Linked DNA regions of Mus musculus: regions 2, 3, 4, 5, 6 and 7 are each linked to region 1. A link is a contact called in public Hi-C, HiChIP or PLAC-seq, Micro-C and promoter capture Hi-C data. All regions are on one chromosome and are shown on one strand. Each heading gives the region's core, a stretch centred on a gene start, on an enhancer-like site or on the middle of the called end of the contact. The rest is flanking DNA. Distances are from core to core; before and after follow the strand shown.

The links. Promoter capture Hi-C pulls out the DNA fragments that hold promoters and counts their contacts. A called contact is a pair of places that touch in the nucleus more often than the background predicts. HiChIP or PLAC-seq counts read pairs in DNA pulled down with a chosen protein or histone mark. Capture Hi-C pulls out chosen DNA fragments and counts their contacts.
Region 2: a promoter capture Hi-C map of cranial neural crest shows a contact between it and region 1. The contact joins the promoter of Ypel3 here to the promoter of Sbk1 in region 1. A contact is called at or near these places in 3 of 39 promoter capture datasets (the C10 cell line, cranial neural crest and pre-B cells), 2 of 484 Hi-C or Micro-C datasets (both in embryonic stem cells) and 3 of 115 datasets of contacts at active chromatin or transcription factors (double positive thymocytes, embryonic hindbrain and pancreatic cancer cells).
Region 3: a Micro-C map of embryonic stem cells shows a contact between it and region 1, with 5 times the contacts expected there. The contact joins the promoter of Mapk3 here to the promoter of Sbk1 in region 1. A contact is called at or near these places in 5 of 484 Hi-C or Micro-C datasets (CD4 T cells and embryonic stem cells) and 2 of 115 datasets of contacts at active chromatin or transcription factors (embryonic hindbrain and pancreatic cancer cells).
Region 4: a contact with region 1 is called in a promoter capture Hi-C map of pancreatic islet. The contact joins the promoter of Slx1b here to the promoter of Sbk1 in region 1. A contact is called at or near these places in 3 of 39 promoter capture datasets (cranial neural crest, pre-B cells and stem cell-derived epiblast-like cells), 1 of 15 datasets of contacts at CTCF or cohesin (embryonic stem cells), 5 of 484 Hi-C or Micro-C datasets (B cells, embryonic stem cells, liver and 1 more), 6 of 115 datasets of contacts at active chromatin or transcription factors (T-cell acute lymphoblastic leukemia, embryonic forebrain, embryonic limb bud and 2 more) and 2 of 9 other capture datasets (liver and pancreatic islet).
Region 5: a contact with region 1 is called in a Hi-C map of liver, with 1.7 times the contacts expected there. The contact joins the promoter of Sult1a1 here to the promoter of Sbk1 in region 1. A contact is called at or near these places in 1 of 39 promoter capture datasets (liver), 3 of 484 Hi-C or Micro-C datasets (the C10 cell line and liver), 1 of 115 datasets of contacts at active chromatin or transcription factors (embryonic limb bud) and 2 of 9 other capture datasets (embryonic stem cells and liver).
Region 6: a contact with region 1 is called in a promoter capture Hi-C map of pancreatic islet. The contact joins the promoter of Sgf29 here to the promoter of Sbk1 in region 1. A contact is called at or near these places in 2 of 39 promoter capture datasets (cranial neural crest and second pharyngeal arch cranial neural crest), 4 of 484 Hi-C or Micro-C datasets (embryonic stem cells, pro-B cells and uterus), 5 of 115 datasets of contacts at active chromatin or transcription factors (T-cell acute lymphoblastic leukemia, embryonic stem cells, forebrain and 1 more) and 2 of 9 other capture datasets (liver and pancreatic islet).
Region 7: a contact with region 1 is called in an H3K4me3 HiChIP or PLAC-seq map of embryonic forebrain, with 3 times the contacts expected there. The contact joins the enhancer-like site here to the promoter of Sbk1 in region 1. A contact is called at or near these places in 14 of 39 promoter capture datasets (the C10 cell line, the HPC-7 cell line, cranial neural crest and 7 more), 3 of 15 datasets of contacts at CTCF or cohesin (embryonic stem cells and large pre-B cells), 49 of 484 Hi-C or Micro-C datasets (B cells, the G1E-ER4 cell line, the HPC-7 cell line and 18 more), 20 of 115 datasets of contacts at active chromatin or transcription factors (astrocytes, craniofacial prominence, differentiating embryonic stem cells and 12 more) and 3 of 9 other capture datasets (embryonic stem cells, liver and pancreatic islet).

What each region holds. Positions count from the first base shown.
Region 1 is chr7:126,269,966-126,274,254 of GRCm38.p6, forward strand. Sbk1 (SH3-binding kinase 1) reads left to right here and starts at 2,531. Exons shown (of 4, transcript NM_145587.3): 1 at 2,531-3,134.
Region 2 is chr7:126,774,950-126,779,238 of GRCm38.p6, forward strand. It overlaps Ypel3 (yippee like 3), which reads left to right and starts at 2,014. Exons shown (of 5, transcript NM_025347.3): 1 at 2,014-2,154; 2 at 2,822-3,004; 3 at 3,105-3,148; 4 at 3,357-3,465. The coding sequence starts at 2,888. Gdpd3 (glycerophosphodiester phosphodiesterase domain containing 3) reads left to right here. Exons shown (of 10, transcript NM_024228.2): 10 at 505-696. The coding sequence ends at 678.
Region 3 is chr7:126,757,622-126,761,910 of GRCm38.p6, forward strand. It overlaps Mapk3 (mitogen-activated protein kinase 3), which reads left to right and starts at 2,005. Exons shown (of 9, transcript NM_011952.2): 1 at 2,005-2,197; 2 at 3,110-3,292. The coding sequence starts at 2,025.
Region 4 is chr7:126,693,848-126,698,136 of GRCm38.p6, forward strand. Slx1b (SLX1 structure-specific endonuclease subunit homolog B (S. cerevisiae)) reads right to left here and starts at 1,936. Exons shown (of 6, transcript NM_029420.4): 1 at 1,578-1,936. The coding sequence starts at 1,756. Bola2 (bolA-like 2 (E. coli)) reads left to right here and starts at 2,153. Exons shown (of 3, transcript NM_175103.3): 1 at 2,153-2,252; 2 at 2,336-2,433; 3 at 2,708-2,846. The coding sequence starts at 2,190. The coding sequence ends at 2,807.
Region 5 is chr7:126,673,927-126,678,215 of GRCm38.p6, forward strand. It overlaps Sult1a1 (sulfotransferase family 1A, phenol-preferring, member 1), which reads right to left and starts at 2,492. Exons shown (of 8, transcript NM_133670.2): 1 at 2,376-2,492; 2 at 1,518-1,657; 3 at 1,302-1,427; 4 at 1,123-1,220; 5 at 345-471; 6 at 161-255. The coding sequence starts at 2,392.
Region 6 is chr7:126,647,390-126,651,678 of GRCm38.p6, forward strand. Sgf29 (SAGA complex associated factor 29) reads left to right here and starts at 1,920. Exons shown (of 10, transcript NM_029339.3): 1 at 1,920-2,088.
Region 7 is chr7:126,526,657-126,530,945 of GRCm38.p6, forward strand. The region is part of intron 1 of 4930456A14Rik (a long non-coding RNA gene); the gene reads left to right. Among named protein-coding and RNA genes, the nearest start is that of Atxn2l, 25 kb to the left of the region's middle. Within about 2 kb of position 1,840, at least 27 of the 459 cell types and tissues checked have an H3K27ac peak or open chromatin away from gene starts, as enhancers often do. A contact at or near this core is called in cortical neurons, embryonic forebrain, nephron progenitors and 1 more, where this site is marked.

The DNA.
Region 1 (4,289 bases), core at 1,281-3,780:
CCTGCTCTTACACCCAGTCACTCACACAGACACCCCCAGCCCTGCCAAGTTGCTTGTTTGAAGCACCAATACCTCATTTTGGAAGGGGCGGGGGAAAGGCAGGGAGGCTGGGATGAAGTGGAAGAGAGCAGGCAGCTACAGAATTGTTTTAGAGGATAACTTGTGTGGAAATTAGCAGACAAGGTTGGTGTTATGGACGGAAGGAACCAAATGTACAAAGATGTGGAAAAGCAAGAAGTTGATGTTCCAGAAGAGCTTGCTGATGCCAAGGCTGAGTGGAGAAGAGAGATTCCCTGGACTGGTGTGGCAAGCAGGCACTAGATGCTGACAGCCTGCAGCACAGGGCATCTTTGGATTTCTGTTGCTGTGAACAGACACCGTGACCACAGACACTCTTATAAGAAAACATTTAGTTGGGACTGGCTTACAGTTCAGAGGTTTAACCCAATATCATGGCGGGAAGCATGGAAGCAGACAGGCAGACAGAGCGCTGAAGAGGTAGCTGAGAGTTCTATACCCATTTCCTCAAGCAGCAAGAAGAGAGAGTGACCCTGGGCTTAGCTTGAGCATTTGAAACTTCAAAGCCTACCCCCAATGACACACTTTCCTCCAACAAGGTAACAGCTCCTAACAGTGCCACTCTCTAAGAACTTATGGAGGCCATTTTCCTTCACACCACAATACAGCGTAAGCTTTACCCTGGAGGGGACAGGGGATGCTTGGCAAGCTCATTAGGAATGCAACCTAAGAGACATTGTTCTCAACAGAGCTGGTGCCCACAAAGGACCTGGTTTCCAGAAAACTAACTTTCAGTAAAAGTGGGAGGAAGGTGGGCTAGGATTACAAGTAGCAGTAGCAGTAGTGTGGGCTGCCAAGCAGAAGTCTGCGCATCAGCTTTGGGTGTTTGTTTCTTCGTTTCTTCGTCCAGTTCTGGGGACTGAGTCCAGGGTCTTCCCTATGCCAAGACTGAGCCACATTTCTAGTTCCTGTCTGTAGTTTATTCAACTTAGGTGTGTGTGTGTGTGTGTAGAGGGCAGAAGTTGACATTATCAGGTGTATTCTTCAATCCCTCCCCAGCTCATTTAACTTTTTGTGGGTGCGTGGTATGCATGCATATGTGTGTGTTTGCATGTATGTGGGGTGCACATGCATGTGTGTGCATGTGCAGACGGAGGTTGATTCTCTTGTTCTCTATTTTACAAATTGAGGCATGGTTTCTCACTTGAACCTAGAGCTGACTCATTCGGCTAGTCTTGCTAGTCAGCTTGCTCTGGGGATCCTGTCTGCCTCCTAAATGCTGGGATTCTAGGCTGCTACACCTGCCCAGCCATAGCTGAGTCCTGGGGGCCTGAACCCTGGTCTTTAGCAGCATCTCGCTTGGTTCCCCTTCTCCCCTCCCGTACTTATTTATTTATTCAGAGACTGGGTCTTTCACTGGAACTCACGGATCAGATCAGGCTGGTCCCTGGGATCCACCTGTTTCTGCCTTCCCAGGGCTGGAACTACAGGTGTCATGGCACTGGAGGAACTCAAGTCCCTCATGCTTGCCTGGCAAGCACTTTACTTAATAAGCCGTCTTCCCAGCTCCACCTAAGGCTACCTGAGTTTGCAATAACCAGCTCTAAAAGTTCTACCAGCAGCTGGAGTGGTTGGAAGAGGATGCTAATTTGAGAAAACAATCTGATCAGAGATTAAAAGGAGGAGAGATTTTGGGTGCGTCGGGGGCTTTTTCTATGAATAAAATAGTATGCTGCATGGGAGACTGGGCCTCTGGAAGGATGCGTTCGTTGTTCCCACTCTGTCGCCATCTCTGCTCGATCGCCCCACCTGCATCCAGGCTACAATTTCCGGTTAATGAACAAAGCTCTTCACACCCGGGTGGCTTTGCACAGCTGCTGCTTCAGCCAGGAACCCCCCACCCCCTTCTTCCGTTCTGCTATACACCTTTAATCCCAGCTTTTCCTTAAACTTACTTCGCGGTCTCCCTACAGCAGAGCTCGAAAGTTCTGCCTGAACCCTGCACGGCCCCACAGACCCCAGGTCTCTGAGTAGCCTAGTAGTCTTATGAGGTCCCCTGGAAATCGAATGGATAGGTGGAAGGATGAATGGGCAGACAGGCGGGTGAACAGATGGACCGGTAGTTGAATGAGCGAGTGCATTCTGAATAGGAGAGCTCGGATTTATTTTTCTTCTTTGAAACAGATCCAGGCTCCGCCCCACAAGCACAGGCTGGAATAGTCTGGGACAGTCTAGCCCCTCGGGGACCAAGCAGCTGGACCAGGTGACCCTCTGTGACTCCCCCGAGCCCTCTCTAACCTCGTTCTGGCCCCCTCCTGGGCTCTGACCTAGAAAAAGAAGCTTATGCCAATGACCGGCGGGCCTTAGGACCCCGCGTGGCCGGAAAGCGGGCGGGGCATCGTGCGGCTCCCGCGGCGGTGGGGAGGTCCAGGCCCGTGGCGCCTGGCGGGAGGGCGCGGCGGGAGTGCGCGTGCGCGGAGCGCGCACCCGGCGCGGCGGACAAAGGCGCGTGCGGCGGCGCGCGAGGCGGAGGGCGGAGCGGCGGGCGGGCAGGTACGCGCCGGCGGGAGGCGGAGCCGCGAGGCCGCGATGGAGCGCAGCCCGGGCGGGCACCGGCGCTGGAGCCCGAGTGCCGGGCGGAGCGGGAGCCTCAGCCGGAGCCGCAGCCTCAGCCCGCGCCAGGCCGGGGCAGGAGCCCGCAGGGCCGGGCTGCTCGCAGCGGCGGCGCCCGAACCCCCCAGCGGCTGAGCGGTGACCTCCATCCTCGCACGCGGCTGCTGGGACGCAGCGACCGATCCAACCCGGGCCCCCCAAGATCTGCTTGCTACAACCGCACACCTCAAGACACAGAGAGACCCAGGCTTGGGGCGCTAGCCTCCCTAATCCGCTACTCCGGCACACAGGGACCCCAAACCTAGGACAGCAAGATCCTCTTGCTAACGAGAAGCCGCGGGCACCCCAAAGCCTCGGGACCCGGGCGACCAAGCCCCTTGCGACGCCTTCAGCGTCCCGGCTCATGGTGGTAGTGGTGCCCTGAGCCCCTCTCGGGCCGGGCAGACGAAGATCGACACGGCGCCCAGGCCCCCTGCCGCGGCGTCCCCGCGGCCCCAGCCCAGGTAAGTGGGACCCAGGTGAGGGGCGGCAGGTGAGTGGTACCGAGGTCCCTAGAGTCCTGCAGGTGGGGAAGGAAGTCCAGAGTGCGCGCTCCCCCTCCTCAGCGTCGCCATGGAGCCGAGGCTGAAGGACGTCTCTTTGTGTCTCGCTTGGAGGAGCCGCCCCCTCCTCCTCTCCCTTCCCCCACCTTCCACCCCAACCCTGAGATTTGGGCACAGCTTCGGACCCCGGGAGAGAGGAGTTGCGACGCCCTGGAGAGGGGTTAGAAGGTGGAGAGTCTCCCCGGAATAGCCTGGAGCCTTAGACCTTAGGTCCTTTGAAGAATAAAGACACGTAACTATCATCTCCCAAAGACCAAGCTGAGTTCTTAAGTGACACCCACCCTCCCCACAGGAAAGAGAAAATTTGGGGCGCCCAAAGGTGAGAGGTGCCTGCATTCTGCAGCTCTGGGTGACAGCTGGGGCTTTGGGTGTGTGCCTTTGTCTGAGAGGGCAGGGAAGGGGCGTGTTTGAGAGGATGAGTCTCTTATTTTCTGACTCTGAGACCCCAGCTCAGGTCTCAGTGGGGCTCTTTATCCAGTCCCTCTTTGTGCTCCCTGCAGAACAGGGAGAGGACAAGCCCTCTCAGTGAACAGCTAGTTTGGGGGAGGGAGGTACCCTGAATGAAGAAACCATTTCGGGTCAGAGCACCTTTCTGCCCCTCTAAGTCCCAAGGACAGCAAACCTGAGTGTTTTCCCTTTTTCTGACCCGGGGAACACCTAGGGCCAAGTCCGGGACTGGGACACTGTGTCCTCTACGATGCAGGAGTGAGTCTGGATTCTTGCTTAAGCTTTCCAAAGCATCTACAATCAAGAGGGCCTCAACAAATGTCCTAAACCCCAGGACCCAGGGAATGCCGGAAGATCTTGGGTGCGTTGTACCCCGAGAAAGGGCAGGAAGGTTTTTTTCAGCCTTCCACAGACAGGTGTAAAGTCAGGTAGGAGGTGAGCAGACAGGCTGGGGAAGGCAGGATTCAGAACACAGAGCCCTATAGAAGTTTCTTTGTTCGTTTATTTATCCATTCATTGCAACATCTACCGTGTCTGAAGCTCCAGCCCTGGAGTTTGGGGCTTCCCCTCATCTTTTCCTGATGATCAGGCTTCAGATCCTTGGGCTGT
Region 2 (4,289 bases), core at 764-3,263, 500 kb after region 1:
TACCACCACACTAAGAGCTTTACTTTTGTTTTTATTGAATTCCTTGTTTGTTTTGAGACAATGTTTCACTGTCAACTCTGGCTGGCCTAAAACTTACTATATAGACCTGGCCTAAAACTTGCAGAGATCCACCTACCTCTGCATCCTGAGTTCTGAGACTGTTCAACTGCAAGTTCATGTAATTACATGGTTTATGTATTTGTTTTTGAGGCAGAGGCTTACTAGCTAACCCCAGCGGGCTGCTACTCTGTGTAGCCCAGATGGCCTCCCAAGTGCAGAGTTACAAACATGCATGGCCACACTTGGCTCCAAGATCCTATACCTAAGTTTTGACAGGAGCTGTGTTTAATAACCAATTTGGAAATTTCTAAAAAAGATAACCATCAGCTCCAGGACACCCGGTTCTGGGAGGTCTGTGCAGAAGGAGGGGCTGCCACCTCCTGGACGCGAAAGGAAGCTTGGGGTTGGTGTTTGGAAACTAACTTGTTTTCTTCCTCTGTTCAGGTGCTATTTTGGTGCCTTAATGAAGAATCGGATTTTGAAGTGGCCTTCAGCTTGGGAGCCAATGGCGTCATGACCGATTACCCCACAGCCCTGAGACACTACCTGGACAAGCAGGAAGAAGAGACCCAGCCTCCTCAGCCTGAGGCCCTGTCCTGTCTTTCTCTTAAAAAATAAATATTTTCTTGTCAGTAACATAGTTCATGGAACAAGGGGTTGGAGGGTCGATTCGGGAGGCTAAAAAGATGGCATTAGCGGCTGGGGATGGAAGTTGGTGGTAGAAGGCTTGCATACCATGAATGCAGCTCAGAGTTTACTGCAAGCAAGTGCACATAGCATCTTAGGAGAGATCAAGAAAGCCTGTGGTGAGCTAGGCCTAGGCTTTAACCTCAGTACTTGGAAGGCAGAGGCAGGTGGATTTCTGTGAGTTATAATGCCAGGGCTACAAAGTGAGACTCTGCCCACTGACACCCCTGCAAATAAAAGCCTGGGGGTGTCAGTAGGCTGGCCCACTTGTTCCACTACATTCCAGACCCAGCAGAGTGGCACCACACCCTGTGCCAGCTTGGCCTCCACTCTAAAGCATGCTAGCCCAAGCGTCCTGGACCTAGACTCTAGAGATTCAGAGATGAGTGGTTGTCCTGAAACCATTAAGAGACCCAGGCATATGCAAGGGACGGAATTTCCTCATGTTACTGATGTTGGGCACCTTATGTGCTGAGCTGTACTGCAGCAGGCAGGCATGGATTAGCTCGCAGGCTCTCCCACAGTACCTGCTGTCCACTTTCTGATCTCCAACATTGGAGTTCATTTAATAAATATTCCCAGTGCAGCACTTTTCAAGCCTGCCTGGTTCCTGGGACTCTGCAGTGAACACAAGTCTAAGTATACCAGACACACGATTAAACAGACATTTTCACTGGGGTCAGACCTACAGAAACCTCGAGGTCAGGCATACCAGAGAATGCCTGGAGCAGATGATGCTCAGCAGTAGAGATTTTTAAAGCGTTGGTTCCTGGGAGTCTAATAGAAGGACACCTTTAGTTCCCTTCTAACAATCTGTTCCACGTGCTTGGGAAAAGTGTGAATTCCAACTTTGACTCTTACCATCTGGATAATCTCTGGAGAGGATCTCTTCTCCAAGCCTCAGGAAACTGGTCAAATGGAGACAGTGGTCTGTGGATAAACGAAGACAATTACGACTATTTCCCAGGGGTTTGCATACAGATAACACGCTCTTATTAGCCCCATGCCGGGTTAGGATCCTTGTCTCTGAGCACCCGAGATAGCAGAGCAGCAGAGGTGCAATCACGCCCGGGTTAGCCTCTGGGTTAGGCTGCAAGTCGTAGCCGCATTTCCGGGCGAGACGGCTAGCGGGAGCCCGGAGCAGGGGGAAGGGCAGCCCAGCCTGCGCTGGCCGCCGTATGACGCGCCCCCTCATTTGCATGAGGCGCTCCGATTGGCCACGAAGGCCGCCGGGACAGGAGGCCGGCCCCCTCCCCCTCCCGCCGCAGCCGCGGCAGCAGCTGGTCTCGGTGTAAACAAGTCGAGGCGGCTGTGAACCGGGCCGGGGGGGACGGCGCCCATCAGGAGCGCCCCCCACTCCCAGGCCAGGCCACCCCGCGGACCGGGCCCTCCACGCGCCCAGGCGAGGTGAGGCCTGGACCGACGTCTCTGCGCGTTGCCCCGCGCCCCCGCCCCGCAAGCGAGGACTGCCCCTTCCCCCGCGCACGCCCCCATCCCCTCGCCCCAGGTGAGCCCCGGGGTCTCAGGTAAGGCTTGGCGATGCAGGTAAGATTCCCCTCGGCGGAGATGAGGCTCAGCGCCTGCAGGTAAAAACCCCTCCTCTCTCTAGGGGACCCTCTTCCTTTGGGGAGGCCTGCCTCCTCCAGGTGAGAGACCCTTTCCCCAAGCGAACTCCATATACCCCACATTTGCCCTATCACTAGTCCAACTAGGGTCCCAAGGACCAGTCAGTTTCTGCCCCCCCCCCCCATTCCTCAAAACTGAAAACTGGCAGCCCATCCACTCTGAAGCCCCTTCTTCACGTTTCAGATGCCAGTTCAGATGCCAGCTCAGCAGGGGTGAGGCCAGAAGCTGGTGGGTGACTCACCTAGAGCTCCTCCTAGCCTCAGTTTACCCGCTGATGCAACCTGAGGCCTCCTCAGTGAGTCAAAACTGAGATGACTCTGGTCCCTGGTGAGACTGCTGGCTCTAGGGAAAGGAGAGAGCAGCCAAGTGTGACAGAGTCCCCATAGTTCTGGGCTTGTCTACATGTGTGTGGCCTTAGTCCTGATCGTCCACCTCTCCTTCCTGGCAGGCACTGGGCTCCCTCTGCTCCCCGTGGGCCGCTCCCCGCGTGGGGCCACTGCCCTTGGCCCCCGCCATGGTGCGGATTTCAAAGCCCAAGACGTTTCAGGCCTACTTGGATGACTGTCACCGGAGGTATAGCTGTGCCCACTGCCGTGCTCACCTGGCCAACCACGACGACCTCATCTCCAAGGTAAGCAGGTCACATTTTAGTCTAGAATGGCAATGGGCTGCCTGGCAACTCCCCACCAATAGCCCTAACCCCCTCCTCTCGTCTCCCCACTACCCTCCAGTCCTTCCAGGGCAGTCAGGGACGTGCCTACCTCTTCAACTCTGTGTGAGTATTCATCTCCTTCCTTTCTTTTCCTGACCTCTGTTGTGACCTGTGACTCCCTGGTATGCTGATATTCCCAGAGTCCCTTGTTTCTGACAGGAAGCCATGATCAGGCTCCTCTTAGAGGCTAAGACCAGACACTTAACATACTAGCTAGAGGGTGGCTCTGGGCTGCTGAGACCCTCCCTGGGACTACCCTTTGTCCCCACAGAGTGAATGTGGGCTGCGGGCCAGCAGAAGAGCGGGTGCTGCTGACAGGTCTTCATGCTGTCGCTGACATCCACTGTGAGAACTGCAAGACCACTTTGGGCTGGAAATATGTGAGTTTGAGATCTCTGACCCTAGGCTGGCCTTTGACCTAACCTCATCCCTTCTTCCTTAAAAGTATCTGCCTTTGCCTTTCAGAGTACCAGTGGCCCAGCACAAACTGGCTTTCTTTCCCCAGTGACTGGCGTTTGTCCATTGCAGGGCTTTGAGGGTGTTCTCTTCCCTCGAAGGATTTGCACCCCTGTCCTAGATGATTAGCATCATGTAGAATCACCATTTATCAATTGCTTATCTGCCATGCATGTGAACACATGGCACATAGTCTCTCGATCATTACAGCTATTCTGGTGGCAGAGTCTGTTCCAGAAGACAAGGAGGTCTGAAGATGCTAGGACATTTGCCCAAGATCACACAACTAAGACTCTGTAGCAATGTGGAAACTAGGTCCCCAGATCTCTGCATAGCTCCTGTCACTTCTGATGCTGTCTAGCATCTGATTTCACAACCTCAAGTCTCATTTCCTTACCTGGCATGGGAGCATAAAGCCACTACCTGGCACAGAATATCATTGTGAGAGTCAGATTACACGTAACAAAGTTATTCCTTATACACTTGAGGATAGCATAGGGAATTGGGCACTTGGCATGTTTCTAGAAGCTGGATGCCCCATTGCAAAGACAGTCCTAATCTTACTTTACCTCTGACCCTGCCACAGATTTCCTGTGTGTCTTTGCACAGGTGGCTTGGCCCCTCTGAAATCCTAAAATGTAGCCTAGACCAGAGGTTAAAAACTCAAATGTCAGCAGTGTGTGGTGGCGCACGCCTTTAATCTCAGCACTGAGGAAGCAGAGGCAGATGATGTCTGAGTTCTAGGCCA
Region 3 (4,289 bases), core at 755-3,254, 490 kb after region 1:
TGGCTCAGTGACTAAGAGGCTGTTCTTCCAGAGACCCTGAGTTCAGTTCCCAGCAACTACATTCTGACTTACAGTCATCTATGATGGCATCCAATGCCCTCTTCCGATGACAGAGCAGTCATATACATAAAATACATAAACAAGCCTTTAGAGACAGGAGCTCACTGTACAGCCCAGGCTATCCTCAAACTGACAGTCATCCTACCTTGGTCTTCCAAGTGATCACAGGGTTCTGGTTGTTTTTGTCAAATCTAATTATTTTATTAAGTAAATAATGTGTAGAGGTACCTGAGTGCAGCATGTGTATGCAGGAGCCCTCGAAGGTCAGAAGAAGATGCTGAATGCCCTGGAGCTACATGCTTGTGAGCTGCCACGTGGATGCTGGGAACTGAACCTAGAGTCTCTGCTGAAGCAGTAAGTGCTCTTATCCCTGAGCCATCTTTCCAGATTGTCAAATCCAAACTTAAAAATGACATCCTTAGTGCTGGAGAGATGTGTTAACCTTGAAGAACACATACCGCTCTTCCAGAGGACCCAAGTTTGATTCCTGGCACCTATATCAGGTGGCTCACAACCTCTTAGAACTCTAGTTGCAGAAGGTCTGATTCCTCCGGCCTTGGTGGGCACCTGCACTCATGTGCACATACCTGTAGGCAGACATGCACGTAATTTTTAAATTCTATTTTATTTATTTTGTGTGTGAATATGTGTCTGTCCACATTCATGCTATAGCATGCTTGTGTTGGTTGGAGGAAAACCTGCAGGAGCTAATTCTCTACTTCCATTGTGAAGGTCCCAGAGATCCAACTCAGATCTTTGGGCTTGCTTGGCAAGCATCTTTACCTACCCAACCATCTTACCAGCCCAGCGTGGGGGGAGGGGGGGACAGAAAGACAGAGACAGACAGAGACAGAGAAAAGGTGACAGTGAATTTAAATTGATTTAGTTACCTTTGTCCACAGCTACCACCCTTTCCCTCCTTCTCCCGTGAAGTGAGCTGGGTTGCACGTCCTCTGGGCAATCAGGCAGAGGATTTGTACGACACTGGGGCCTCAGCACACACCTGAGCCCCCCTGCAGGCCTGTGTCTTCACACTGGAGTCAGGACCGACTTCACAGCTTCACAGTGCTGCCTGCCGTCCACCACCCTCCAGATTGCTTCCTCATTATAAAACGTAAGATATACTCCCTCAGCAACTCAGGGTGGCCCACTCCTACCAAGTCTGACAGCCTGAATTGGACACCTGGGACCCACATGGTGGAAGGAATCAGATGTCCTCTGACCTCCACACAGGCTCTGTGACATACTTACGCTCCAACACACAAAATTAATAAATGTGGCAAATAAACGAATAAGAAATTATGGAAGCTGGGCATGGTGATACATACAGCTTCTAACTAATCCTAGCACTGGCGAGTTAGTATGTTGAGGCCAGCCTGGTTACCTAGTCTACATAGTGAGTTCTGGAACAGCCAGTTCCATGTCAAGAGACCCTCTTAAAAAAGAAAGAGAGAGAGAAAAGAAAGGATGGAGATGTGGCTCAGTGGTAGGATGCTTGCCTAGTAGCATCCTGAATCTGTATGATGGCTCAGGCCTAAAGGCAGGAGGATGTGTTCAAGGCCAACCTCCACCACATAGAGAGCCTTTGGGGCTAGCCTGGATTACCACTATCTGTTTAAATGAAACAAAGATGTGAGGCAGGTCTTCAAAGGTTAACTGTAAGCCGGGTGGGTTCCCTTAGCATTACTGAGGGCCACTGGCCCCTGGGGCTGCAGAACTCTCTTGGCAGACTAAAGTACCCTAGTGGCCAAGGCAGGGAAGGAACAGCGTAACTAGGCGGGAAAGCCGGGTGCGCGCCCAGGAGACCATGTGACGTCTCGGGCCCGCGCAGGCTCGCCCGGCAGGCGCGGGGGCGGGACGCGCGGGGGCGGGGGCGGAGCCTGGCGCGCGGCCCCGCGGTGACAGGGCGGTAGGGAGGGGCGGGGCCGCGGGCGGGGCAGCGGGGGGAGGCGGGAGGAGTGGAGATGGCGGCGGCGGCGGCGGCTCCGGGGGGCGGGGGCGGGGAGCCCAGGGGAACTGCTGGGGTCGTCCCGGTGGTCCCCGGGGAGGTGGAGGTGGTGAAGGGGCAGCCATTCGATGTGGGCCCACGCTACACGCAGCTGCAGTACATCGGCGAGGGCGCGTACGGCATGGTCAGGTGAGGGGGCGTCCCGGGAGGGGGCTTCGGAGCAGGGACAGCAGGTGTGTGCTCGGGACATGGGGGGCTCAGGGAGTGTCGCAGGGGAAGTATCGTGCAGTGACTTCTGGAGGACTAGGCGCTACTTTCTCCAGGGAGGGGGGTTGGAGGCTTTGAAGCCACCTTGTATTGTTAAGGGAGGGGCACCTGGGGGACCCTAGAGATAAAGGTGGAGCTAAGAGGATGAAGGGGGAGTGAGGGACCCACGAGCAGGTAGTGGGAGCCTTGGTTCCCCCCTGATGAGGCTGTGACAGAGAGTTTGAGAGAGGAGAGCAAAGCTCAGGGTGGGGCAAACCTTTGCACCTCTGCCCCTGGCAAGGCTAGGGGCCCAAAGTAGGGAAGGGTCTCTAGAATGTGCCTTATTTTGTGGTATACGGGTTTGTGAGTTCTCGCTGCCCCACTGTGTGCTCTGCTCTGGGCCTTTGTTCCTATGGGAGCAGCTCTGACCCAGGAACCGCACAGGGAGACCTGCCTGCCCCTCCTTATCTCTTCTCTCCTGTCCCATTACTGAATCCTCTAGGCTTCATCTACTTTCTCCATTTAACTCCTATCCCCTGGACCTGTCTGGGATTGAGAGAGTCCAGCTTGGGAAAGGGGAGGAGGGTGAGGGCAACTAGAATGTAAGAGGGTCCAGGAGAAAGGAAGTCGGTGAGTGGCCACTCTCTTCCTCTGTTTGTGAAGTCACTGAAAGGCTGCCTGGCTGATACCCAGCTTTCCCCTGGAGATCCCAGGCCTTCACAGCAGGAAGGAGCCAGCATTGTTTACATTTGGCCAGAACCCTCTCCTCCTCTCTCCAGTCCCTGCCAAGACCTGGGTGGGGCCAACAGGCCTGGATTCCCCCTTTGTAAGGCCACATCTCTCTGGCCCTCTCAGCTCAGCTTATGACCACGTGCGCAAGACCAGAGTGGCCATCAAGAAGATCAGCCCCTTTGAGCATCAAACCTACTGTCAGCGCACGCTGAGGGAGATCCAGATCTTGCTGCGATTCCGCCATGAGAATGTTATAGGCATCCGAGACATCCTCAGAGCGCCCACCCTGGAAGCCATGAGAGATGTGTATCCTTCACCTTAGCCACAGCCCCAGAGTAAAGCTAGGGAGCTTGGCTCTGTTGTCTGTGGTCATCTTTTGTACTACCCTCCAAAAAAAAAAAACCCCAGCAAAGTAACTTTTTAGCAGAGAGTCTACAGAGCATGAGAGCACACTGGCAGGCCTTGGATCCTGGTCTGTCGCAGCCAAGTGGAGTGGCCTTGAACACATCCCTTTCTGCTCTGTGCCCCAGTATGGTGTGTGGGGAGGGAGAATGCTGTGGAAAAAACGATCTCTATGGGAGCTTTGTCTTCTGACATCTGCAGGTCTGTGACATGACCCAGTCTCTGCCCACAGCCTGTTCTTGCTCAACAGACTCACGATTCTTTCTTTAGAGACCTCACACTGGATGGAAAGCAAAGAAGAAAACCGGTATTGGGCAGGCCTAGTGCTTTGGTTCTAATTCAACCTTCTAGCTTCCCTGTGTGACGGATGAGTTTTACTGTGTCCATTTCAAAGATAAGGAAACCGAGGCTCCTCTGTGTTAAGTTTTGCAGTGCCTTCTAGGGGGAAGGGGAGTGGGCGATACTTAATCCAACATGGAGGCAGTGGAGGCTTTCAAACCACATTGTATTGTTAAGAGGGGGAACCTGAGGACCCTAGAGTCACAGGGTGGAGCCAAGCCTTTGCACTCCTGCCCCTGGCTAGGCCGGGGGCTCAAGGAAGGGTGAGGGGCCCTGAGAGTCTGCCTGAATTCGGCAGTTCCTGTTAGTAGCTTCCTCTTCTCCCCCAGTTGGCTTCCCTGGAGCCTTCCCACCTTTCTGAGAGCCCCACCCTGATCACCTGTGGACTTGTACCTTGACCAGGGAGGTTAGTCCAGCCCTTGTTGCCCTTGCTTGACACTACTTGCCTAGTTCAGACATCCAGTTCATTGTCCATATCTACTTCCTGCCTGGCTCCATTGTTAGCAGACGGTAGCACCCATGGCCTTTTCCCTACCCACCCCTCCCAATGCCAGGATTTGTT
Region 4 (4,289 bases), core at 686-3,185, 420 kb after region 1:
TTCCTCCAACGATGAACGTGAAGTGGAAACATAGAGGAATTTTAATCCAGCAACATGGCTGCTCTGGTAAGGAATCACATCCAAAGGCCCAGGTCTATATGATGGGGCTGGAATGCCAACACGGCCTGGACTACAGTATGATTTGCTGGAACGCAGACACGCCCTTTCATCCCTACAGTGAAGGTAAGGTGAGTTTGTAGACGCAGCCATGTTTGAAAATGACATCTAATTAAAGGGCAGATGTCCAACCTACATGAAAACAACACAGGAAAGAGAAGCTACTTAAGAGCAGAGAGAGGGGGCTGGTGAGATGGCTCAGTGGGTAAGAGCACCCGACTGCTCTTCCAGAGGTCCTGAGTTCAAATCCCAGAAACCACATGGTGGCTCACAACCATCTGTAATGGGATCTGATGCCCTCTTCTGGTGTGTCTGAAGATACAACAGTGTACTCATATACATTAAATAAAAAAATAATTCTTAAAAAAAAAAAAAGCAGAGAGAAGGGAGGGCTGTATGTGTATGGAAGTTTGGTCAGGGAAGTTTTACAGAGACAGGTTGTAGAGAGAACAAGCTAGACACCGGTGAAGACAAAAGGAGCCAGAGAATGAGAAGGAGCCAGAAGATTAGAACAGATTGTCAAGGCTAGTATGAGGCCAAGCAGAGCAATTCAGTCAAAAGCTGAGAGAAGCCGGATTGAATCAGCCATCTTGGAAGAATAGATTGTACAGAGGTTAGAAGCTTCCAGGGGTAGGCCTAGGGATAGTTAGAACAGAGAAAGAAACGCTCTGGCTCAGCCCAAGCCATATATTCACACAGCTTGGGTACGGCTCTCCTCTCACCCCTTCATCTGAGGAGATGAAAGCACATTCACATGGAAGTGTAAGCCAAATAAACGCGTTCCTCCCCAGTACGCTTTCGGTCCTGGTGACTCATCACAACAATAGTAACAATAGTAACAATAGTAACCCTAGGGGGCTGCAGAGATGGCTCAGAGGTTGAGAGCACTGACTGCTCTTCCAGAGGTCATGAGTTCAACTCCCAGCCACCACGTGCTGGCCCACAACCATCTGCGATGCATACAATTCCCTCTTCTGGCGTGTCTAAAGGCAGCTACACTGTACTCATATACATAAAATGAATAAATAGATCTTTAAATCTTTATTTTAAAAAATAGTAACCCTAAGATAAGGACCTAGGTTAATTGCATAGCATAGCTTTTGTATCTGATTTTTTTTTTTCTTAAATCCATTTATGTGCATGAATGTTTGGTACGTATGTGCAGAGATTAGAAGAGGGCGTCTGATACCCTGGTAGTGGAGTTACAAAGCAGCCCTAAACTTGTGCACTCGTAATCCAATTAAGCATCACAAATTTTAATCCAGCCATCGCAGAGTGTTGATATACATAAGGTGCCACCTCGCTGCTACGCTTGCTCTGGTGGCAGGCCAGGGACTCAGCACCGCCCCAGATCTAAAAAAAAAAAAAAAAAAAAAACCGGTCCCGCCTCTGTCACTCCTTTGCCCTAGCGGCCCGCCTCCTACGCGGAGCCTTCCGACCAGACACCCGCGCCTTCTTACCAGGGTCCTCGCCCGCTGGTCCGCCATGCTCCACCTTTCTTGCGACCCGCGTTGTGTTGCCGGACCCGACGAGCAGGATTGACAGTGAATCCAACGTAAACGCGGCCCCGATGCCGAGGGTTCTGGCAGTAGAGCAAGTAGACACCGAAGAAGCGCCCGGGTCTTGCTGCATGGTCCATCCGGACTTTCTGGGTTGAAGGGCCAGAGTTGGGGGTGGTTTCTGGGACCTCGGACCTCGGAAAGGGCTGGGTAGCCAGGACTGCAAAACCTTGGTTTAGGAAAAAGCACGGGAGAATGGTCCTGCAAACTCCTGGAAAGCCGGCAGAGCGACTTGCTGCGCCGCCTGCTGGCAGGAGGAGGGTGTGCAAGCGGAACCGCAGGACTGGCTGCCCTCCAGTCCGGCTCGGATTGGCTAACTGTTGGGAGGAAACCTCCCAAGTGCTGGGAATTCAAGGGAGCCAGGAGGCGGAAGTGCTGCCTTCGAAGCCGCCCTAGGAAGGGCGGAAGTGAGCGGCGTGGAGGAAGTGGCTGCAGTGAGGGCGGAAAGCGAGGTGGCGGGACCCGAGGCGAGGTTCTTTGCACGCTGGGCTGTAGCCCCGCCGGGCTGTGGTTATGGAACTCAGCGCCGATTACCTCCGCGAGAAGCTGCGGCAGGACCTGGAGGCAGAGCATGTGGTGAGTGCGATGCTGAGAGGTCGCGGGCGGTGGGGAAGGACTCCTGGGCGCGTGTTCCATCGTCCGGGTCTTCTGCCCGCTAGGAGGTGGAGGACACGACTCTGAACCGTTGCGCGACCAGCTTCCGAGTCCTGGTGGTGTCGGCTAAGTTCGAGGGAAAGCCACTGCTCCAGAGACACCGGTGAGCCCCGGGAGCCAGCCTCTCACCCAGCCAAGCCTCAGGCTCCGGATGGCAGCCCGGGCATCCGCTCGCCATGGGTGGGACCAACTCATTCCCAAAGCCCGGAGATGTGACCCATAGCCCCGAGGGTGCTCCTGCCTTTGTGATTGGATTCCTGTCCTCTCCTTGAATCCCCACTTCTTGGAGACGTCTCCGATCTCCTTGGTCACCCTAGCTTCGGAGCCCATCACTCCAGCTGAGGCCGCTCATTTCCCATTCCCTTCTCTCGCTCCAGGCTGGTGAACGAGTGCTTAGCCGAAGAGCTCCCGCACATCCATGCCTTTGAGCAGAAAACTCTGACCCCAGAGCAGTGGACCCGACAGCGGCGTGAATGAGGGGCCTAGGCCTGAACAGTCATTAAAATTTAAACCTGGCCCAGCTGGTCTCAGTGTGCTGTTTGAAGACCCTGAGGCCAAGTCACGGATGTGGCTTTTCCCTGACTCTCCTCCAGCCATTGTTTCAGCAAATTTGGATGGATTTCTTTCCTGAGCCCTCTAGGTCCCAACTTAAACAATGAAGATTCGGTTCTTAAGTCTGCCAAGGCTTTACTGTCAAACCCTGTGGTCTGTACTGTCACCAAGGTCAGACCTCAAAAAGCAGGGTGTTCCTGCTCTGTCAGCCCTCAGAAACCCTGAGCATTCTCCCAGGTTCCCTCACTCCAGGTTCCTGGAAGTAGCAGAGACAAGATACAGAATTTCTGTCAGTCTCTTCACAGGCGTACACACTCAGGAGGAGGGATGGACACAATGCACGCTGATGTTCAGTTCAGCTCTCCCACAGCTAGTTCCTCTCCACTGTGGATCTTTGCTTTGGTTTTGTCTTTCAGACAGGTCCCCATATGTTTCCCAGGCTGCTTGTAAATTCATGAGCTTAGGGGATCCTTTGGCCTTAGTCTTCCATGCAGCTATGGCTACAGACGTCCAGCACAATGCCCAGTCCTTCCCATATTGTCAAGGCTTGTCTCAGCCACCCAGTTTCCTGTCTCCATCTTCTCTTGATTTCATCACAGAGGTTGGTCAAGCTGGGATCATAGTAGTCAGTGTTCATGTCTTCCCTGTCCCTGGCATCATTTCCTGAACATTTTCAGTTCCTCTGGAGAACTAGTGATTCAGTCTCCTCACAAGGACCCCAAAAGAGCACCCCTTCACTCCCCAGTGATGGCCCTCCTCCAGTTTATAGGCAGAAGGGGCTTGCCCAGGATCACATGCCCTGTCGGGGTGAGACACAAGCTGGCAGGCAGAATTTTCCATTGTCTATACCCAGAAAACTCCATGGTGTGCTGAAGAGAGGAGGGCCGGGGTGGGGTCCTGGGTGTTCTCTGCATTGTATCAATTCAGCCATGGTACACTATAGAACCGCTCTGTCACCTCTGCCCTAGAGTCTCCGACCCTCTAGAACAGTTCTGTGCCATCCCAGCTCTACCCTCTGGAACCGCTCTGTGTGACCCCAGCTCTAGAGTCTCCCACCAATCAGGCACAGCAACTGCTGTCATATTGAGAATATCTTTAAAAGCATGCACTCATATAGGTAGTCGACAGTGCTAGCCTAGCATCCCTGAAGCCCCAGGTTCAGTCCTCATTACCATATAAACCAGGCATTGTGACGCACATGTAGAATAAAAGGTAGAGGCAGAAGTATCAGGTGTTCAGGACCACGGGGATCCGTGTGAAACGGTCACAGTGCACAAAAACAAACACCTTACTCCTATAGATAGGGTTTAAGAGATCTGTTCCTTCCTGTCTTCCTCAGAGGCCAGGTCCTCTGAAACCTACAGGCAATTCTCTGAGGCAGGAGGATGCTGAGAATGAAGTGGGGTT
Region 5 (4,289 bases), core at 1,242-3,741, 400 kb after region 1:
CTCTGCTGAGCTGTGCTGTGGTCCTGAGCAGGAGGTAGGACCAGAAGTGCTGTTCTACTGTGGGGCTAGGATAGGATGGGGCTCAGAGGGCCAGGACAGGGCCAGGAAGGTTCCTGCCCAGCAGATGTGACACAGGAGGAAGTGGAGCAAGCAGACTCACCTCCTTCATGTCTTCATAGAAGAGATAGAGAACAGGGTGAGTGCGTCTCAGCTCCCACCACTCCTTCACGTGCTGGTACCACGACCCATAGGACACTGAGAGAGGAGAGGGTGTGGGCACAGGCTTTGTGAGCCGCAGCTGTGCCCCTCAGGTCCAGCCCCTCCTTGCTGCAGACTCAACCCACCTTTCCCATCCATGAAGTTCTCCAAGAAGCTTTCCCAGGTGCCTGGGTCAGGGTGCAGCTTGGCCATTTTGTAGAAGTTATAATAGGAGACAACCACATCCTTTGCATTTCGGGCAACGTAGATCACCTGCAGGGGAAGCCGATCCCCAGTTCTGCTTTCTTCCCCTGCTTTCCTGTCACCCTTCATAAGACCAAATGAGGTGGTGGGACCTTCTAGCACTTGGGGATTTCCCAGCACTTCTTTTTGGGATGGCAGAAGAGAAAACAGGACTGGCATTTGAGTTGTTGAGATCTCATCGTATGGGCATCATTGTCCTAAGATTGTACCTTCCCTGATACCAAAGTCCTGGCTATTTGTTGAACTGTTTTATCTGACTCCTTTGTTGTCAGCACATCCACGTGGTAAGTCAGAGTCCCAGCAGGCTCTGTGTGTGTCCTGTGAACACCTAGACTCTGCATCTCTAAAGAGTTCCATTTTCCTTGTTATCGGAGCCCTTCCAGAGTGACAGCCAGTAACCCTCCATATGAGATGAAATAGGGCTTGAATAGTTCCACAATTCCCAGAAGAACAAACCAAAGCTATGATGACCCCCAAAAGGCCCCTTGCATCCTCTCACCCCCCCCTTCCATTCCTTCTTTCTTTTTCTCTGTCTTTTTGAGTGAGACATGGTCTTGGACTTGCTGTGTAGCCAGTTGCCCCCAGTCCTTCTGCCTCTACTTCCCACATGCTGAAAAGCACTACCATAACTGGGGTTTTCTGTTAGTTGGTTGGTTTTACCTTGATCTTTTGATCCAGCAGACTCTGAGGGAGTAAGGACAAGGGCAGATGTGTCTTAATGATCCGTGGGGCTGGTGTCTCTTTCAGAGTTTCAAGACCTAAGTTGAACAAGGAACTTTGTTAAACTGGGGCCCGGTCCTACCTTTTTCCACTTGTCTCTAGCACCCCCATGCACATACCTGGGGGGACCCCTGGGCAGCTGAACTCAAGGAAGGGTATCCGGGCATAGACGGGGGCCCGGCCACACTTATCTAGCTTGCCACCCTGATAGATCATATCCATGATCTCACTCATCCAGGTAGTACCTGGAAAGGGAGGAGCAAGAGGTGAGCGAGGCTCAGAGTCTTGACCTGCTTACCAAAGTGTGTGTGTGGTGGGGACCACTGCTCGCTCACCAGACTTTGGGTACGTGCTGATGAGCACATCATCAGGCCAGGCTGTGAAGTTCTGCAGTTGCTCCATTGTCTCCGCAAAGTATTTGATGAGTGGGATTCCCTTCACAGGCACCAGTGGTTTACGCAAGGGCTCCATGTTGCTGCATTGAGAACAGAGTAAAACCCACTTCTCTAGCAAGTCCACAGTACCATGTGTTAAATGATTTAAGACGGGGATCCTGGGGCTTTGGCAGAGCCCCCCAAAGTGGCAGGTAGATCTGGGATCAAAGGCAAATCTATCTCCACCAAAAGTCACCACTGTGCTATGTCTGATCACCTGTGGAACATTGTTCCATGTCCCTAGTGCCCAAGCATACATAGTCCAGGCATTAAAACACTCTGAGGTAGAATCAGTCCAATGTGTGCTGTTTCCTAGGATATTCCAGCTCATACATGAGAAAACGGCAGGCACCAGCCGAGTCTTCACTACTTCCTAGTGCAGCTTCAGGCCATGGCCTCTCTCTATTTTTTTCCCCTTGAACTTCCTGTTATCTTCAGAAATGCCTCAGCCCATCTAGAACTGATATCCTATTTTGCTCTGAGACAAATATAACCAATTTAGCTATTAAGCTTGTTGCAAGGTAGGGAGAAACTTTCTACTAAAATAAAAAGGATTCTAAAACAAGCCAGAGCGGAGGGGAACTCAGACAAACCACAGTTGCTCTTCTGAGGTGGGGTATGCATGGAGAAAGTAGAGAGGCTAGAGGCCCAGGCAGCAGTCAGGCAGACTAATCAAAGTGTAAGGACTAGCTGGCACTTGAAGAGCAGTGGAACCAGTATCTGGGCAGGACAAGGTGGCCACCCCACTCTGCCACTCACCTGGGGTTCTGAGCCATGCCTCCCTCGGTGCTCAGTGGTAGGGATCTTTGTGTAGGCTTTGCAATGTGGGGAATGCAGAATTGGTCTTTGAGCTGGAGATTTTGTGTCCCAAGTGGGAGGAAGTGGAAACAGTGCTAGGACTGGCTGTTCTCCAGAAACAAAAAGGGGAGGAGGTGGAGTAGGGCAGGGTTCTGTTAACCATACTGTGGACTGTGGGTTTAGCCTGTTCAAAACAAAACAAAACACCAATCAGGCCACAGCATGGACAGTGGGTTTCTTTTGCTCTGCTTCTGACTCCTTCCTAACTTACCTAAACTTAAGGTAGAACAATGGGACTTTTCTAATTAACCCACTCTGGCATAGGGAAGAAAGTAGCCAGATGGGGACACCTGCTGGCTCCAAGCCAGTCTTGAGGACACCTTGGGCTTCGATCAGAGCAACCACAGCGATGCCTGGAACCTCTGACGTCAGGGAAAGTCCAGAATGATGGGAAGGAGCAAGGTCAAGGAACTAGAGGTGCAACAGAGTTGGAGGGGTGTTCATGGGAGTGTGAGTCTAAAGGCCCTGGAAGGTGCCCCTGCCTTCATGGCTCTAGTCTACCTCATCCAATACCACACGTGACTGGTGGAGATCAGTCCCTAGAAAGATTTTCACCCTCTGCAAAGACAAGAGGCTGCAGCTGGGAGAGACACACCTCCAGGAGTGAGGAGTGCCCCCTTGACCTCTGTCTGCTGTTGGAGTGAAGATGCAATATCAAGCTGCACTGGGGCTGCAGAGGCTCCTGTACCACAGCTGTGCACCTCCTGACCCTTACAGAGTTGTCATCTCAGAGGAGAGCTGTGCAAAGCTGGGCATCAGGACAAGACTTCCCATTTCTCTAGAGGAAATTGTGTTTGTTTGAGACTATGTAGACTGATGACAGGACCACTCCGAGGTGTGACTGAGGGGAGGATTTTATTGTAGATGCTAGGGAGAGTTCAGCCATAGTGATCTGGAAGAGTCCAGAGAGAAAGAAGTGGACTGAATATGACCAGAAAACTGGACTTGGCCATGAGAAGTGGGTTTGGGCATGGGATAGCAAGAGATGAAGACAAAGACGAGGACTTGGAGAGTGGGGTTGGGGGATGCGTAGCTGAGATAGCTGGGTTATAGGACAGTGAGAAGCTGGTAGAAAGGGAGCCTCTGGGCCAGGGGAGCGAGAGGAGCCAAGATGCCAGCATGCCTTTTAGTGTGCTAATAGGTACCACAGATCTGTTCCTTCTGCCAGAATAAGGGAATGGCTCCTTTAGTAGAGGAGAACTGCTTCGAGAGATCCTAAAGAATGCTGGCTTTGGAACTGACAGAGACAAGGTCTCATACTGGATCCTAGGCTGACTAGGAATTCACCATGTAATCCAGGGTAGACTTGATCTTGTGGCAATTCTGCTCCAGCATGTCAAGGGCTAAGATTGCAGGTATGAATGTATATATTCATATATTATGTCATCTTTTTTCTTGTGGGTGGGCGTTCGGATCCAGTGCCAGGCCTTAGAGCCATGGGATCTACTAGCATGCACCTATGAAGAGAACTGGTACCAGTGGAGAGGGGATCCTCTCAGAACTTGGTACCTATACAGAGGGCCACCAGCAGAGCCGCATCGCTGGAGGGACAGTGTTGAGTTGCAGCTCAGAACTGTATCTTTCCCAACATTTTGCTCGCAGGTTACAGACTGGAAAGCTTTGCTGGTACACCTGCTGCCACTGAAGCAGGGAGAAAGAAGAATAAAGACCAAAGGGTCCAGCTTTGGACCAGCAGGATAGCTCAGATGGTAAAGGCACTTGCTGCCAAGCTTCATGGTCTGAGTTCAATCCACAGGACTCTTACAATGAAAGGAGAGAACTGACTGCTACATGACACATAAATATGTGTACACA
Region 6 (4,289 bases), core at 670-3,169, 380 kb after region 1:
TAGCCTGGTCTGCAGAGTGAGTTCCAGGACAGGCAAGACTACACTGAGAAACCCTGTCTTGATGCCCCCTGCCACTTGTAACAACAACAACAAGACACTGTTTCTCTGTGTGATAGCCTTGGCTGTCCTGGACTCGAGTTGTAGACCAGGCTGGCCTCAAAGTCATAGAAATCCACCTCTCCTTCCTGAGCACTGGAATCAAAGGCATGTGCCACCATGCCTGGCTAGCTTCTTTCCTTCCTTCCTTTTTCTTTCTTTCTCTCTTTCTTTCTTCCTAGACTAGTCTCACTGGTGTCTTGAACTCCCTATATAGAACAAGCTAGCCTCATTCATAGACATCTACCTGTCTCTGTCTTCTAAATGCCACTAGCTTTTCCATGTAGTCCAAGATCACCTTCCCAGAGAACGGTGCTACCTACAGTGGCTGGGCCTTCTGTATGAATTAACATGGTAACGTGGTAGTGCACTCCTATAATCCTATATAATCCATTAGACAATTCCCTATAGCTAGGTCTGTCTGGGAAATTCCTCAGTGAAGACTGCATTGTCCAGTGGCTCTAGGCCCTGTCAAGTTGTTAAAATTAACCAGGACAACTGACTAGACATACAGATTCAATGAAAGAAAATTATTTTTTCAAACTGTAAAAAGTATGTGTCTCCGTGTGGGTATGTGCACGTGAGTGCAGGTGCCAGAGGACAGCACATCAGTACCCTTGGGGCTGGAATTGCAGATCGTTATAAGCCACTACTGTAGGCACTGGGAACTGAACACGGGCTCTTTGCAAAAGCAGTACATGTTTTTGATTGCTCGGCATCTCCCCAGACTCATTCATATACATACACACACACACACACACACACACACACACATATATATATATATGTATACACACACACACACACACACACACACATATATATATATATATATATATATATATATATATATATATATATATATATATATACATTAATTTCTTTGCTAGTCTAGGGGCTAAAATAGTTTCAGTGTTAAAATGTAAGGTTTCCTAATAGAAAAATATCTGATAGCTTGTTGTATGCCAGGCACAGTGCTATGTACTGGGAATGTCTAATGATCTTGACCTTATAGCATTTGTAATTCTATCAGAGAATAACAATATGTAATTATAAACTTTAAAAGATTTTCAAAAATATTTTTATTCTATGTCCAGGCGTATGTATATGTGTATGTGCACCTGTGCAGTGCCCTCAGAGGCCAAAAGAGGGCATTAGATCCCTTGGAGCTGGAGTTACAGGCAGTCTGAGCCAGCTGACCCAAGTGCTGGCATTCTAATTCTGGTCTTCACGATTGAGCAGTACTTGCTCTTAACCACCAAACCATATTGATTTTTTTAGGTGTTATGTACGAAATATTAGGATAGTTAGGGTGGGAGCAGTCCCTAGGGACTGAGCCCGGGACCATGCTAAGCAAGTGTCCTACCACTGCACTAACTGGGCAGGCATCCACAGGGTAGGTATCCAAAGATGTAGCTAAATGTTTGCATGTCCAAATCTTTTATTTGCTGGGAAGATTCTGTAAAATACAAGTACTAAACCTAAAACTGCTTATTTGGAATTTAAAAATATTTTCAGATACATTTTAAATTCACGGCAAATTTCAGCTTAAAGTACAGAGTTCTCATCTGCGTCCTGGGGCCCTCCCTCCTCATCCCCAACAATCTGATGTGGTTTTGTTGTTGTTTTCTTCTGGTGCAGAGGATCCGCTCCCATCACCTTTCACATGCGAAGCGAGGCTTCACGCATGCTTTTCTGTTCCTTTGACTCTGATCTATTAAATCATGATTAAGTACATCAAAGCACAGGTGTCGAAGTAAGAACTACGTTTCCCAGAGTGCAATGCAGCACGTCACAGAGAAGTACCCGGCATGCGCAGAGGAGTCCTCCGCGCTCGACCGCGCTCATAAGAGAAACAGCGTGTGTGGTTCTTGACGCGCCGCGAACCTTCGAACGCAAGTGCGAGACTACCCTGTGAGGAAACGTTCCAGGGATTCGCCTGTTCCCGCCATCGCAGTTACCAGCGCGACGTGCTGTTTCTTCCTGTGCTCGGTAGGTGGGACGGGGCCATGGCAAGGTACCTCCAAGCAGCGCGGGAACGAAAGGCCAGCGTTCCTGCCCGGCGCCCGGCTCGCCGAGGCGGCGTCTGAGGAGACGCGCACGCGCCCTGGACGGGAAGGGGGCGGGGCTGTGGGAGCCGGCGCCCTGGGGCTTGCGCGTGCGCCCTACCTCTCTGAAGAGGTGGGAAGCGGCTGGAGCTGGCTAGTCTAGATGCCGGCAGCTGATGTGAGTCCCAGACATCAGCACATTTTACTACTTTCTCAAAAGCTTAGTTTTTGGTAGCCCAACCTGGCCGTGAGATCGCAGTCCTCCTCCCCCAATCCCGAGTGCTGAGATTACAGACTGCACATGCTCTAAAGGTGTCCATTTTCACAACAGTAACTTCATCCACTCTCCAGCTCACTCTTGTGTTGGCTGACACATGTATCCTAGGACGTCTGCGTCTACTCATCAGCACCTTCCCCTACCTGTCAATGTTCAGCTTTCTCTAGGGAGGCTTTGACTCATGCTGTTTCACAGAAACAGCTCTAACAAAGCCACCTTGACTTCTGGATTCCGAAGTTCAGTGATACAGGATTGGTAGCATCCTCTTTCATTGCCTCGGTTCTCCTCTAAAGAACTCCTGCTTCCATTGCTTCATCTTTAACGGTTGTACCATCAAAATACATAAACCCTTCTTCATCTTGCCTTTCTTTCTGTTCCCTCCTTGGACATTGTCTATTTCACACTTTAAATAAAAATAAAATTTATTTTGGTGCTCTCGTTTCTATCTTGTAAAAATATTTGGTGTGTGTGAAGGCAGGCATGTTCATTCCATGGCACTTTTGTGGAGGTCAATTGACAGCTTTCAGGAGTTCTCTCCTTCCATCATGTAGGCTTCTAGGATGGAACTCGGGGTATCAGGCTTGGCACAAGCACTTGAATCTGCTGAGCTATCTCACTGGCCCTCAAATTTACATCTTGTAGATCAGTATAATGTTGTGGTGTTAGAATCCACAGGGAAAGACCAAATCTTAGGCTCAATTCAAATTTAGATGAAATGGATTTCTTTTATTTATTACTGCTAGGCAGTAGGCAGTAATAGGCAGAAGGATGTCAGCCTTAAAGCCAAACAGCATGCCATGTGGTGTGGAGGGATCCAAAGGAAGGAAGGGGGCTGGAGAGATGGCTCAGCAGTTAAGAGCACTGACTGCTCTTCCAGAGGTCCTAAGTTCAATTCCCAGCAACCACATGGTGACTCACAACCATCTGTAATGGGATCTGATGCCCTCTTCTGGTGTGCATGAAGACAGTGACAGCGAAATAAATAAGTCTTTAAAAAAGTTAAAGGAAGGAAGGGTTATAAAGGTAGATAGCAACGGTGACTCTTACAATTAATTATCTATAGAATCCATAGCTGGGCCAGGTCATTGTTTTTCTCCCCATGTTGTTTCTCTTTCCCATTGTATAGTAATAAAACACTTCTTCATCCCAGTCCCACAGATAAGCAAGTTTACAAACGCAGAAAGCAGGAACACAATTATCTTATTCTTATCTTGCCTGCAGGGCAAAGATAAGAAGGCCCTGAAGGGTTGACTGCCTGGTACCATAAATCTCTCTGGCCATCACAGGGGAGTTATGTGTAAATTATTACACAGGTCTGAACGCTCTGGGAAAGTGTCACTAATTGACTGGGGTAGATAGAGCAGGTACACAGTACCATGAGGTTGGGGTTGGCTGTCACAGCCCCACAATTCTACCTTGAACTCAAGCTTGAGTTTTATGTTTATTTAGGTTTGTTTCTATGTTTTTATTATTTAAAAGTATTTTGCAAATATATGGAGAGTTGGGTCTCCTTAGCTCTAGCTGTCCTTAAACTCATTCTACGCTGGCCTGGAACTCACAGAGAGACCTGCTTGCCTCTGCCTCCCTAGTGCTAAGATTAATATCATGGGCCACTATGCCTGGCAACATTTTGTTTTCTAAAAATATATATTTTTTAATTTATATGAGTGTTTGGCTTGATGTAGTTTTTTGGTTTTTTGTTTGTTTGTTTTTTGTTTTTTTACGAGACAGGGTTCTCTGTGTAGCCGAACTTAGAGATCCACCTGCCTCTGCCTCCCAAGTGCTAGGATTAAAGGTGTGTGCCACCACCCCCAGCTTTGATGTAGTTTTTTAAAAAAAAGATTTATTTTATGTATATGAGTACATTG
Region 7 (4,289 bases), core at 590-3,089, 260 kb after region 1:
ATATCCTTAGGTCATCAGGCAAATGCAAATCAAAACAACCCTGAGATTTCACCTTACCCCTATCAGAATGGCTAAGATCAAAAACTCAAGTGACAGCACATGCTGTTGAGGATTTGGAGAAAGGGGAACTCTCCTCCATTGCTTGTGGGAGTGCAAACTTTCACATCCATTCTGCTAATCAATTTGGTGGTTTCTCAGAAAATTGGGAATAGTCCTACTCAAGACTCAGCTATACCACTCCTGAGCACCCAAAAGATGCTCCACCATATGACAAGGACACTTGCCTTGTTGTTCATAGCACCTTTATTTGTAATAGCCAGAATCTGGAAATAACATAAATGCCTCTCAACAGAAGAATGGATAAAGAAACTATGGTTCATTTACACAATGGAATACTACTCAGCTATTAAAAACAAGGACATCATGGATGGAACTAGAAAATAACATCCTGAATGAGGCATCCAGACCCAAAGAATATGCATGATATATACTCACTTATAAATGGATATTAGCCATAAAGTACAGGATACCCATGCTATAGATCCAAAGAAGCTAAATAAGATGGAGGGAATAAGAAACCCAAGGAATAAGAAGAAGGAAATAAGAAGCTCAAGGGAGAATGCTTGAATCTCACTCAGAAGGTGTAAATAATAAAATAGTGATCAGAGATGATGGAGAGAGGGAATTGGAGAAGAAATGGGTAGGGGAAGGGGGCCATCTCTTTTGGGGAGGGAAGGCCAGGAGAGTAAGACACGGAAAACCAGCAGCTGGCAAGAGGTGTGGGCATCTCTAGGACATGTCAGAGACCTGGGATGGGGGAGGCTCCAGGGAGTCTATAAGGGTGACTAGCTGAGACTTCTAGCAGTGGGGGATATGGAGCCTGAAGTGGCCACCTCCTGTAGCCAGACAGGATACCCAGTGTAGGAATAAGGAAAGCAACCCACCCACAAAGCCTTTGACCCAAAATGTATCTTACAGGATGTGCAGGGACAAAGATAGAGCAGAAACACCAACCCACCCCCAAAACCTTCAACCTAAAACTTGGCCTGCCTATAAGAAGTGCAGGGGCAAAGATGGAGTGATACTGAGGGAATGGCCAACCAATGACTGGCCCAACTTGAGACCCATCCCATGGGCAAGAACTAATCCTTGACACTGTTAATGATACTCTGTGATGCTTGCAGACAGGAGCCTAACATAACTGTCCTCTGAGAGGTTCCAGCTAGAGCTGACCGAAACAGATGCAAAGACCTACAGCCAAACATTAGATGGAACTGTTTTGTGGAACAGTTGGGGGAAAAATTGAGGGACTCAGAGGGGACAGGAACTCCACAGGAAGACCAACAGAGTCAACTAACCTGAACCCTTGGGAGCTCCCAGAGACTGAACTACTAACAAAAGAGAACACATAGGCCAGGCCTAGGCTCCATGTACATCTGTAGCAGATATGCAGCTTGGTCTTCATGAGGGACCCCTCCCAACAACCGGAGCAGGGCTGTTCCTGAATCTGTTGCCTGCCAGTGGATCCTGTTTTCCCCAAGCTGGGCTGCCATGTCTTACCTCAGTGAAAGATGTACCTAGTCCTGTAGTGACTTGATGTGCTAGGGTGGAGTGATTCCCAGGGGAGGCCTCCCCATTCTCAGAGGAGAAGCAGGGGAGGAGGTTTGTAAGGGGGCACTGGGAGGGGTGTGTGTGATTGTGATGTAAAGTGAATAAATTAATGGGGGGAAAATAAAAAAGAAGAAGAAAGAAAAGATCCGAAAAATCCTTGATTCAGAACAAAGGAGTGTCAGAGGAATCTAATCTAAAGCCTACATCTCCACCTTGTGGTAAAATTGCAGAATGCCAGCCTGCTAAATTCCTAGATAAGATTTATTTATGCTGAGGAATACAGATTCTGTTTAATGATGCTTAGAGCAATGGCAAATAATTGATTATATGTTTTATTTTGTAAAGTTTGGAAAATTAAGATACATATGTTAATACATCATACAATTGATACTTAGTCAAGAATTCAATATGTTTCTGCCTCAAGTTTTAAAAGGGCTGACTCTGAGATTACACATTTATGAGAGGTGATGGGTATCTTGGAAATGCCTTTACAGATTGAAGCTGATGAAACTTTGACATGTGTATTCACTAGAATACAATAATATTTTAGACATTATGGCATGAAACATATTACTGGCATATCTCACAATTTTACAGGTCAAACGAATGTAAAAAGATCTAACTACACTTTAAAGGAGACACTCATAAAACAGAAGGAGAATATGGGGTAGATGACATATTGCTTTATTAACTTTAAGATTTTAAATGTAAATAAGCAAAAACAACAGCTGCTGAGAGACATTGGATTATGGAAAAAAACTGCTGGACTAGATCAGCACATGGATATGATCTCCTCGGATTGAAGGCAGGAAACGTGTTGTGTTGGGGAGAGGTTTTGTCTTTGTTTCCATGGAAATGAATAAAGATTGGATTTGATCCAGGGAGACCTCCTGAAAATCCTGGTTGCAGAAATGAAGAAAGAAACCAAGAACAAAACAGGTAAAATGAATTCTGACCCTTCCCTATGGGAACATCTCGGAGCCTGCCTGCGACGTGAAAATGTCTCTGCATGGCCAATAGATGGTGTTGACTACTGGCTCCTCAGGACTTATCATGCCATCTTTCAGATGGCATGGATGAAAATTTATATGACAGCAGTCCAAACAGATTCATAAAGAAAGACAGAGGGGCTGGCAAGATGGCTCAGTGGGTAAGAGCACTGACTGCTCTTCCGAAGGTCCTGAGTTTAAAACCACATGGTGGGCCAGGCATGGTGGCGCACGCCTTTAAACCCAGCACTCGGGAGGCAGAGGCAGGCGGATTTCTGAGTTCGAGGCCAGCCTGGTCTACAAAGTGAGTGCCAGGACAGCCAGGGCTACACAGAGAAACCCTGTCTCGAAAAACCAAAACAAAACAACAACAACAACAAAAAAACCACATGGTGGTTCATAACCATATATATTGAGATCTGATGCCCTCTTCTGGTCAGCTACAGTGCACTTATGTATAATAATAAATAAATCTTTGGGCCAGAGCAAGCAGGGACTGAGGGAGCAGAGTTGACCGACCAGAGCAAGCAAAGGTCCTAAAAATTCATTTCCCAACAACCACATGAAGGCTCACAACCAATCTGTACAGCTACAGTGTACTCACATATATAAAATAAATAAATAAATCTTAAAAAAAAAAAAGACAGATGCCTTCTCTGCTCCAACATTGACCAGCAAGTCATCTTTAACTGATTTTTGCATGATGGTTTTGAGCCACCATGTGGTTTCTGGGAATTGAACTCAGGACCTCTGGAAGAGCAGTCAGTGCTCTTAACCACTGAGCCATCTCTTCAGCCCCAATACTGCATATTTCATACATGTGTTAATGCAAAAAATGGATATTACCTTTAAAAGCTTACAGAGCAAAGGAACCAGACAACAAAGAAGACAAGACAAGTAGCCTAGGTGATCGGGCCTCACAGGCTGCCTCAGTAACTGTTTCCCAAAAAATCTGCATCCAGAACAACTTCAAAATGTTCATGGTCTAGCCTGACAGACTGTTCCATCCAGGACTTCTGTTAATCCCTGCACTTTCCCATCACACAGAGACTGATCAACGAATGATACAATTAGCTTTCCTAGGACTTGGCCAATATCCCAATTTTCTTAGGGCTCCCAAAAGATGCTGTCATCCCCCAGACAGCAAAAAGCAGTCTAACGAGGACAATGCCCCATTCCCAAAAAGTGGGATGGATGATGGGTGCTTGTTGTCATTTAAGGTGGTGTCTTACTTAGGGTTTCACTGCTGTGATCAGAGGCCATGACTAAGGCAACTCTTATAAGGACAGCATTTAATTGGGGCTGGCTTACAGGTTCAGAGGTTCAGTCCATTATCATGAAGGCAAGAACATGGCAGTGTCCAAGCAGGCATGGTGCAGGAGGAGCTGACAGTTCTACATCTTCATTTGAAAGCTGCTAGTGGAAGATTCACTTTCAGGCAGCTAGGATGAGGGTCTTAGAGCCCACACCTACTCCAGCAAGACTACACCTCCTAATAGTGTCACGCTCTGGGCTGAGAATATAGAAACTGTCACAGGTGGGTTAGCCACAAGTTGTCAATGGTCGTGGTCAAGGAGGAAAAAAAATAAAGGTTAGATTTGGGCATTTCCTTCTCTCTTTCTCTTTCCTGCATCCTTCTTTCTTTCCTGTCTAATGTTAGGGGGAGAAACGGGTTGATATAGGGAGAAA